2 separate regions of the Drosophila melanogaster genome follow, and region 1 is linked to region 2. A link is a contact called in public Hi-C data. All regions are on one chromosome and are shown on one strand. Each heading gives the region's core, a stretch centred on a gene start, on an enhancer-like site or on the middle of the called end of the contact. The rest is flanking DNA. Distances are from core to core; before and after follow the strand shown. Region 1 holds the start of pod1 (pod1 coronin). Region 2 holds the start of Ctr1A (Copper transporter 1A).

Region 1 (4,961 bases), core at 969-3,468, 140 kb after region 2:
AAAATTGTGTAGATGTTTGAGATACTTGCTTAGAAGTCTTAAGGCAGCTTAACTGGCTGGCGAAATTCAATTGAAGGCGAATGGAAAATCCTTCAATGGCAAATTCTTGGGGCAGCAACAAGTTTCAATGCATTTCCCTTGAAATCGGAGCTCTGCTCATTAATTATAAGCTAAAAGCTGGCGTCGTTGCATGGAACCAGAACCGGAATCAACAGGATAATGCTGGGTCAAACAAAAGTGCAATTATAAATGGACACCAGGCAGCAGGAATTGTGTTTTCACGGAATTAATTAAAACGAGGGTGGACAATGGGGTCAGCGGGGCAAAGGATTAATATGCATTTTCACACAATTCCTCTAACCACCCACTTTCGCAGCGTTCTAAACTCTTGTTCCTAGAGCAAGTGCATTTTCCAGGTAATCAAAATCCTTGGCGTTTAGTCGGAATCAACAGGATAATAATAGACAGAAAATGGTAAATCAAATACCAAATACCACACGAAAACAACCATTCGCAGGTATTAAGTAATGTGTGTGTGTGTGATTAGAGTTAAATCAAAAATTAGTGCTTCTCATATGTGGGCAGAAAGTGCATAAATATAGTCAGCAGAGCGTATTTCCATGGAAACCGCACATTTGCCCAATTTCCTTTCATCGAGAGGGGATATGAACTTACTTACTAATATGGTTTTAAAGCGTAGGATATTATTAGTTAAAAGAAAAATATTTCGATTTTTTTAATCTAGTAAAACGTTGTGTAAAATCCTTGCCTACTTTTCTGCTAAGCCCCACAAATTGTGCGGAAAATGTTAGGGATAACGTTTGCAGAGGCCAAATTCGGTTCAGGATTTCCGAGAAATGTTTAATGCGATTTAAATATATATATGTACATATGTATATGAGTGATGTGCCTCAAAAACTCTAGTCAATAAGGATTTTCGGAATGATTTAATTAAACAAAATTCTACAGATAAACAAAGGTCAAATGCAATCGGAGAGTTCCGGGAAATATTCAAGGAGCTTCCTTCCATATGGGATGCAGAGTGAAATTCTATGGTTTATACAAATGGAGTAAAGACGACAAGAGGATAAATTCCAATTAGGATGACAGCCTTTTTATCCAGGTTTCAAACCATATAAATTTAGGAAGAATTTTAGAGGAAAAAAAAGACGAGAGTGTGTGTTCGTGTGTGTGGGAGCGCAGCGGAGGTGCGAGGGACGAAATGAAAATAGGAAGAGGAAATGGAAAGGAAAACGAAAATGTTTGCGTTCGCTTCTGGAGTTGTTCTTTCAATGTTTAACACTTCTGGAAGAGAGGCAAATGCAACTGCAGCATCTAAAAGTCTAAAAATAGACTTGTTGACAGCTCCCAAAACGAGCAGCAGCAGCAGCAACAACACGAACAACAACAATGAAAGGCGGGGGCGTTGCTGGATAAAGGGGCGCGGGTTTTGTGAGCAGTACAGGGATAGTGGCAATAGGATCAAGAGGATGGTGAAGGGCAGAGACGGAGGCGGAGGCGGAGGAATGTGTGTAAACGATGGAGGCGAATGCAAACGGTAAACTGTGTGGAAATTGGAAGGAAAAGCCAAGGAGTCGCCAAAAAAAAAACGAAGAGAGCGCTTAAGAGCGAAATACTGACCGATTTTCTGCAGTATATTCATGATGAGGCCGTGTGTTTCCGCCAGGATTCACAGATTTCCCTCTTGGCAATTTTCATTCTCCTTTTTCCGCAATGATATTCGGTTCTTTTTGCTCATAGCCGCAGGCCAGTAAATAATATAAAAAACACTAAATTCTCTTTTCCTCTCACACGCACATTTTCATCGTTCTCCGCTTGAGTAGTATTAGTATTTGCTCACACACACAGTACAGTATTTTTATTTGATATTTCGCCCCGTCTCGCTCTAACTACACATATATGTACATATATTTATAAAGTTGTGTTGCGATCCGCACTTTGTATTCACTTAAATTCAATCGCACTCGCACTGCACTTTTGGCCGGCTCTCATTCGGTCCAAAAAAAAGAAAATATAAAAAATAACAATACAATTTTAAACGCGCAACACAACAACAAAATGCGGTGACCGTCGCGCAGTGCTGCTAAAATGCTTCCCAAACAATGTGAAAATAGTGACGAAGAAAGTGACGATTAGATCGCAATCGATAGCTCTGTCGATAGCGCTGTGGCGATGTATGGGTGCCACCTCTAGCACGCGGAGATGGAAACTATCGATAGACGATGACAAAACGTTTGAAAAAAAGTTGAAGATCTCTCGCGTAGTTTATTGATTGCATTGGTAATTTAATTGCAATATTTGTAATTACAAGCGGGAGAATAATCACCGGCGCGTGTGTGTGAGCCTAATCGCCGTGTTTTTCCTCCCGTGTGTATGTTTGCGTGGGTGTGCAGTTGCAGCACTGCAACTCAAGTGTGCGTCTGAGTGTGTGTGTGTGCAAAACTGCTCCTTTGTTTGCCCATAAAAAAAGAAGCGGCGTCGCCTTTGCGCAGTTTTTGTTGGTGTAGTTGCACCACCCCCTCTCCGGCTACTGCTCCCCACTCCACCCCCGCGCGCACCCTTTGTTGTTGCATTTGTAGTTGTCATTGTCATTGCCGCCGCTTTGGATTCTTCCTCTTCTTCTTCTGCCGGCGCCAGGGTGTGTGCTGCAAAAAATAAGGAAAAGGAAACGAAGGAAAAGCGAAAAAAGAAGTATATAAAAATAAATTCACCCCTCTTTTCATTGAATGGCACGCAAACTAGAAAGTAACAACCAATAATCAAATGCAATGTATGCAAAATATAGGATGGAAAACTTGTGAAAATGTCAATAAATGCATATAAGCAGCAACAACAAGAACAACAAAGTGACCAAAAACCAACCACCAGAAGTGCAAATGTGTGTGTGTGTGTTTAGTGGGCAGTGGGTGAAAACAACAAAAATGCTAGCCGGCTTGTTTCTAGCCACCCCCAACCAAGCGAAAGAGAGAGATAGGGATGCAGATGCTCGTGCTCTCCCACGCCGCCCGCTGTCATCCGTTAACCGTTAGCCGCTGAGCTCTCCTGCAGGTTGCACCTGTGCCCGTCTCGCTCTCACTTTGCAACATCACCTCGTTATATTGCCTTTGATTTTGCTTTTCTAAATCACTTGACCCCATTACCTGGTGGCTCCGCTGGCCAATACCTGCTTGGCCGTCCCCCAGCCGCACCTCCTTTTACCCCCAGTGGTCATTTGTTTTGCCGCTTTCTAACAAACAGAAACAGTTGAATTGGCGCATGCTCTCTCCCTCCCGCTCTCGCTCTCTCGACGTTTGCTTACTGCACTCGGGAGACTACACAGTGCGGCCTCCAGAGAGTAGAGTATAAAAATAAAGTAATAACTAACTAAAGACGTAGAAAAATATATATTTTTGCGCAAACTAATATTTTATTTGTTTGATCCAAAGGCTCATTGATGCCATTGCACTGTGATGTTTAGTTTACAGAGTGCTCACTGTGCTTATCCATAAACTGCAAGCCAGTTGGTTGTGTTTGTACAAGGGTATGTGTGTGTGAAACTCTCCATGAAATTTATCAAAAGGATCGTTAACCCTTAGGTGTGGCATATTAACCCTTACCGCCGCTCGGATCATACTGTTTGTGTTGCCATTTTCAGCAGTTGTTCATACACGTACTTCATATTTGCAAATTACACATTAGAAATTAGTGCAAATTTAAGTAAATATATGTTTAGCTTGACAGAAAGTGAAGAAATAACGCTGAAAAGAGGATCACTAACCCTTAGGTGTGCCAAATTAACCCCCACCGGCCGGAACTCATCATATTTTGCCCAGTGTTTTTCCTCGCCTTTCCTGATGATGTACAAACAAACATTCGCATACATACTCAAACAAACACGTACGCCAAATGCGCGAGTGTTGGTCGGGTTGGCTGGCTGGCTCATCCGGCTTTGGTGGACACCATTCTTGTCCAGCTTTCTCTTTTCAATAGACGTATCGCCGCAATAGCAAGTGCATCTCTCTTTTTTTCCCCATCCATACTTGCTAAATGTATTATTATTTATATTCGGTTATCGGCTATTGTTTGCCCTATCGGATTTGGATGACGATGAGTCAGGAGCGGCGGGCAAGACGATAACAAACTGTGGAATGTCCCCCGCGCACCCAAGTGATATCATACTCGTACTTATGCGGCTATTTTGCCATTTTCCAGAAACGAAACTCTGAAACGGAGCAGCGGAGCGGAGAGCGAAGCGCAAGAGAGCGACTGAGAGGGAGCCACCGGACTAGTGACACTCGACCATCAGGCATCAAGCATCGGGCATATACAATCCACAATCGACTCTCTACACTCGAGCAGAGAACGTCCATATCCATATCCACATCCGCATCGGATCGCCATCACATCGGATCGAAGCCCTCCCAGCTCAACCAAGTAGCCAACCATGGCCTGGCGATTCAAGGCTTCCAAGTACAAAAATGCCGCACCCATTGTGCCCAAGGCGGAGGCATGCGTCCGCGAGATCTGCGTGGGCAGCTACCAGACGTACGGTAACAACATCGCCGCCTCCGGCGCCTTCATGGCCTTCAACTGGGAGCACACCGGGTCCAGCGTCGCTGTCCTCCCGCTGGACGACTGCGGCCGGAAGAGCAAGACCATGCCGCTGCTCCATGGACACACGGACACAGTGACGGACCTTAAGTTCTCCCCGTTCCACGACGGGCTGCTGGCCACCGCCTCGCAGGATTGCCTGGTAAGAGATCCTTTAATATTATTTGGGAGTACCCCTAAATGTTTCAAAAATATATTATGTGTTAGGTCATTACTTTCCAATGATATGTCCATAGAGTTACTCAGAATATATTTTTTTTCTTGTTTTATTTTTGCAATATTATTAATTTAATAAAAATGTATTTTCCGTTTCTCAAACATTAAATGTTTATTTACCAGAAGCTACAGAT
Region 2 (4,725 bases), core at 1,968-4,467:
ATGAAGAAGGAGGTGCACGCCTCCAGGGCAGGAACACCTGGCTATCGGCCGCCCGAGGTTCTGCTCAAGTACCCAGATCAGACCACTGCCGTGGACGTTTGGGCGGCGGGTGTGATATTCCTTTCGATCATGTCAACGGTGTATCCGTTTTTCAAAGCGCCCAACGATTTTATCGCGCTGGCCGAGATTGTAACAATATTTGGAGATCAGGCGATACGGAAGACGGCCTTGGCTCTCGACCGTATGATCACCCTGAGCCAGAGGTCCAGGCCACTGAATCTGCGAAAGTTGTGCCTGCGCTTTCGCTATCGTTCCGTTTTTAGTGATGCCAAGCTCCTCAAGAGCTACGAATCTGTGGACGGAAGCTGCGAAGTGTGCCGGAATTGTGATCAATACTTCTTCAACTGCCTATGCGAGGATAGCGATTACTTGACAGAGCCACTGGACGCATACGAATGTTTTCCACCCAGCGCCTATGACCTACTGGATCGCCTGCTCGAGATTAATCCCCATAAACGAATTACCGCCGAAGAGGCACTAAAGCATCCATTCTTTACGGCCGCCGAGGAGGCCGAGCAGACGGAGCAGGATCAGTTGGCCAATGGAACGCCGCGCAAGATGCGTCGACAAAGATATCAAAGTCACAGAACGGTGGCCGCCTCACAGGAGCAGGTCAAGCAGCAGGTTGCCCTTGATCTGCAGCAAGCGGCCATTAACAAGCTGTGAAACTAGTCCCCACCATGCAAACATACATACACCACTTGTACATACATACATATACTATACCCAGTTCGCTGATCATGATTGTACATATATATAGACCCACCTCAAGAGCATATCTCATTATTGCACCCAGAGCCAGAAGAAACTCGTCCAATGCCCCACTAGGCCACATTTACTTACCTCAAGCCGCAGGCAGATAAAACCAAATGAAACCACGCAACAAACACACACAACACTCACAAACAAACATACAAATGTATATTTAAAGAAATGTTTCAATCATGAACAAAATGGGCAAGGAATACCAAAAAAGCAAACGAGGAGAGATTGATTATGAAATATTGTGGCCGAAAGGCTACAAAATGTTGTATATTAAGGAACACGAAGGCGACCCAAGTGCATGGCCCTCATCGCCCAGTGGCAAAGAATTTTGCACTATCCCCATCATGTATAGTTCGAATAGTCTTGTAGCTAACCTACTTAGGTATAATTATTGTATATCTGAAAACCATGTGAACGAGGATATAAGAGCGACAAATACATATATTTATACCGTGAAGATTGAATGAAGGCCTTGATTTTCTTTGCTCCAAAAATGGAAATTTGTGCAAATTATTCTTTATTTGCTTAAACAAACAAATGCTTGGGGATTTTAGTACGCATATTGTTGTTACCGTACGTTAAATTATTCATTATATTTCAGTTGCAAATATAGGACTCATAAAATTAAAGTGTAAATTTAAATGACTCACCCTTTTCAAAATAAATCCATGCAATTAAAGTTGTACATTATTTAATTTCACATTTATTGAGCACAAATCACCTAAAAAAAAATATAAAAAAAAACACAAATACTCTCACATTTTGATGAGCCATTTCACAACAAAACACTCGCGATGGCAAAATGCACAAGATCACCGCTCTAAAACGTAGCATACTCTTAAGTGCACATGAGAATGCCAGTTGAACACGCACCAACACACCCACACACGCGCCAACGGAGAATGAGCCCAAAGGAGAATGAGGAAATTGCAGAAATTTACCAATTTCACCCGTTTAAACTAGAAATACCGTATCAAACGCATTGCGTCGACCTGCGCTCACTGGTTAATTACACTTTGTAGCACTTTTCGACAGCAAACGACGCTGATATTTATTTAATTTTAATTTTAAAGCGCGTCAGCCATCGCATTTTGTGTTTACCGCTGCTCACGGACGAAGAAAGTGACCGCTTGCGGAGAGAACTTGAACTTTTGAGCTGCAGGAGAGAAATCAAAAGAACGGTAAATAAAGCTTTGCCGCTTGGAAGCGTTGAACTGCTTGTTGTTTAGAAGCTTGTTGATCTTTCGCCACCCTTGCGCGCATTAAATGAAAATTAATTTTGAATCGATTTATATATGTTGGAAAAAAAATGTATTTAAAGAAAGCAATTGGAGGTAAACAGAGTTCTGTGGGAGGGGGGTGAAGAAAGTCCTGTCCCCGAGGGCCTTAAAAACTAAGCTAGATCAATAGATTGGTTCATCCTCCTCGCCTATGTCTCCATTTTCTCGACTTTCTTGCGCTTCGTTTTGGACGTCGATGGCGAATCGGTGGCATCTGTATCCTCGGGCACCACTTCCACTCGGATCCTCTTGCCAGCGACCACGTCCTCCTTCGATGGCTGCGTTTCCATCGCCCGCTTCTTGGGCTTCACGAAGCTGCCACGTCCCGCGGCGCGTTCCGCCTCCTCGATGCTGTACGGCTCGATCTCTAGGGCCTTGAGACGCCTCTTGTGCACCTTGGTGCGGAAATGTGCCTGCATGGCGGTGTCATCGATGAAGTACTTGGCACAGTGCACGCAGTAGAACTGCGCGAATCCCGGCTTGTCGAGATCCACATTCTGATTGATCAGTTCACCGCTCCGGGTCTGCAGATCGTCGTCGATCTGGTCGAGATCACGACGTCGATTCCGCACACGCCATCTCCTCTGCAGATGGGTATCGCCATAGTGCATCTTCTTGCGTTTCGATACCATTCCCATCTTGCTGACTTTTTTTTATATTTACAACTTTTACGGAAAATTTAATCGTTTGTTTTGGCACGTGTTTTGGTTGCCAATGGGGTTTTAGATTCTGCTGCTGCTGCTAGGTGTTTCCTAAAACCTGTAATGCATTTGAATGTTAATTTATATACTGTTACAGTAATTTGTTGCTTAACTTTACCTTTTTTTGGTTAAGAAACGAGGGTTTTAAAGGTAACAAGTTAATTTAATGCGCACATAGAATGTTGGCGACGGTCCCCGGCCGATTGGTTTCTTATCGATAACTGAAGAAATCGTGGTGTGTGCACACTGATACACAGCTGTTTTTATTTATTCGAAATAAAACTAAATTCAACCAAAACTAATTAAACTAAAATTCCATAAATTAGCTACTTGTTGCGACAATAAGTTGTATAAGTTACTCATTTTTAAGCTGCACTCCATCTACTTCGTCTTTTACAATACTATTTTTTGGCATTATTTAGTGCCTTTTCGTAGGCAGCGCACTGTTAAATAAAAAAACATATGCTTGCAATTAATTCATCAACAATCGTGCGAACAAGTTGTCTGCGGGCGGACCGTGCGCATTTTGTTTTAATATTATTTATTTCCTTGCCGCAGGAAGTAAAGTAAGCCCCTAACATTTGAATACATAAACATAGAGTTCGGTTTAACTTGCGTTGATAAAGTGCAATTGATAATACAAATAGTGGGTGTGTGGGCTGGACGCACACACACATGTGTGATTGGATAACAACACTGTGAAATAGATCGGGTTTTACACTTGCAAAAACGATTAAAGCAATTATTATTTTTCATAAGATGCTGCAGCCGGTCCACTCTTGCTATCTCGCTTGCTTCAAAAGCTCAGCGTTTGCAGTGAGTGTGTGTGCGTGTGTGATTTAGCGCAAAAAGCAACAACGAAGCACAAAATAAAATCAGAAACTGTGATTGTTGTTAAATGACTGGTGCAGGGGGTTGGGTGGGTGTCAACGGCAGCTGCATGCATTGTTTAAAATGTACGACTGTTGGCTTATTGGCATTTTTCGTTGACTCTCTGTTTTTAGCTAGACATTCCGTTGAGTTCGTCACTTAAACCGGTGTTACAGCATACATACATACATACATTGTAGATTGTTACAACTCGAGCCAATTGCCCGCCAATTGCAGTAAGTACAACAACAACAAAAAGAACGCGAAATGCGTGAAATAGTATAAACGAAACTAAAAACAAAGCTTAGGAGTCCTTATCGATAATCAGCGATTGCATACCGATTGTGATTATCAGTGCCAATCGCTTATCAGTCAATTATACCGTTACAAGCACAATTAACCCTCTATCTGTGTTCGTGCGTTGAGTGATATATGTATGTTCGAATTCAGATCAACAAACTCTCTCCTACTCTCTTTTCTTTACACATGTGATATAATAGCTCCCCCGGCCTGCAATAGAAAAAAAACACACGCACTCTCGCCGTTTCTCTCCCATTTGTTGCTGCAATACATGTCGGTCACGATTTGACATTTCGCAATTGGTGCGATTGTGAGTGTGTGTGTGTGTGCAGGAGCAGAGGATGGGGCTCTCTTGGCGGAGATCAGCTGATGAGATGAAGCAACGGTTAATGCCATTTGTCCATGCAAATAAACAGAAAGAAAAAAGTTTACGTTGCTAGATCGTTTAAATTTCACTTGATATTTGGAACTAAATTAAATTTTAATTCAATTCTTATTTTAATTCTTTAATATAATATGAATAATGAATCACACTTCATCACGTCGTGAAATTCCATTTTCAAACTTATATCAAAATATCTTAGCTATTTCGCTGAGTCTTAGCATTTAGCATAATAGAAATATTACTGGTAAACGCAGATTATTCATTATTACTTGCCCAAAATAGAACTAGAAAATATACAAATCTTAAACAATATTTAGTGATAATGGTTTATTTCATGATAAGAGTAACAAATGCTTTTCTCTCT

What was found. Hi-C and Micro-C count contacts between places; a contact is called where the count stands out from the background.
Region 1: a contact with region 2 is called in a Hi-C map of the Kc167 cell line, with 2.7 times the contacts expected there. The contact joins the promoter of pod1 here to the promoter of Ctr1A in region 2. A contact is called at or near these places in 7 of 107 Hi-C or Micro-C datasets (the Kc167 cell line, the S2 cell line, embryo and 1 more).

The regions. Positions count from the first base shown.
Region 1 is chrX:6,801,466-6,806,426 of dm6, forward strand. It overlaps pod1 (pod1 coronin), which reads left to right and starts at 2,219. Exons shown (of 13, transcript NM_167091.3): 1 at 2,219-2,301; 2 at 4,213-4,753. The coding sequence starts at 4,445. It overlaps C3G (C3G guanyl-nucleotide exchange factor), which reads right to left and starts at 2,128. Exons shown (of 14, transcript NM_176694.3): 1 at 1,642-2,128.
Region 2 is chrX:6,658,430-6,663,154 of dm6, forward strand. It overlaps Ctr1A (Copper transporter 1A), which reads left to right and starts at 3,218. Exons shown (of 5, transcript NM_132108.3): 1 at 3,218-3,372. It overlaps CG3224, which reads right to left and starts at 3,033. Exons shown (of 2, transcript NM_132107.4): 1 at 2,925-3,033; 2 at 2,123-2,864. The coding sequence starts at 2,743. The coding sequence ends at 2,255. It overlaps Cdc7 (Cdc7 kinase), which reads left to right. Exons shown (of 4, transcript NM_167080.2): 4 at 1-1,280. The coding sequence ends at 726.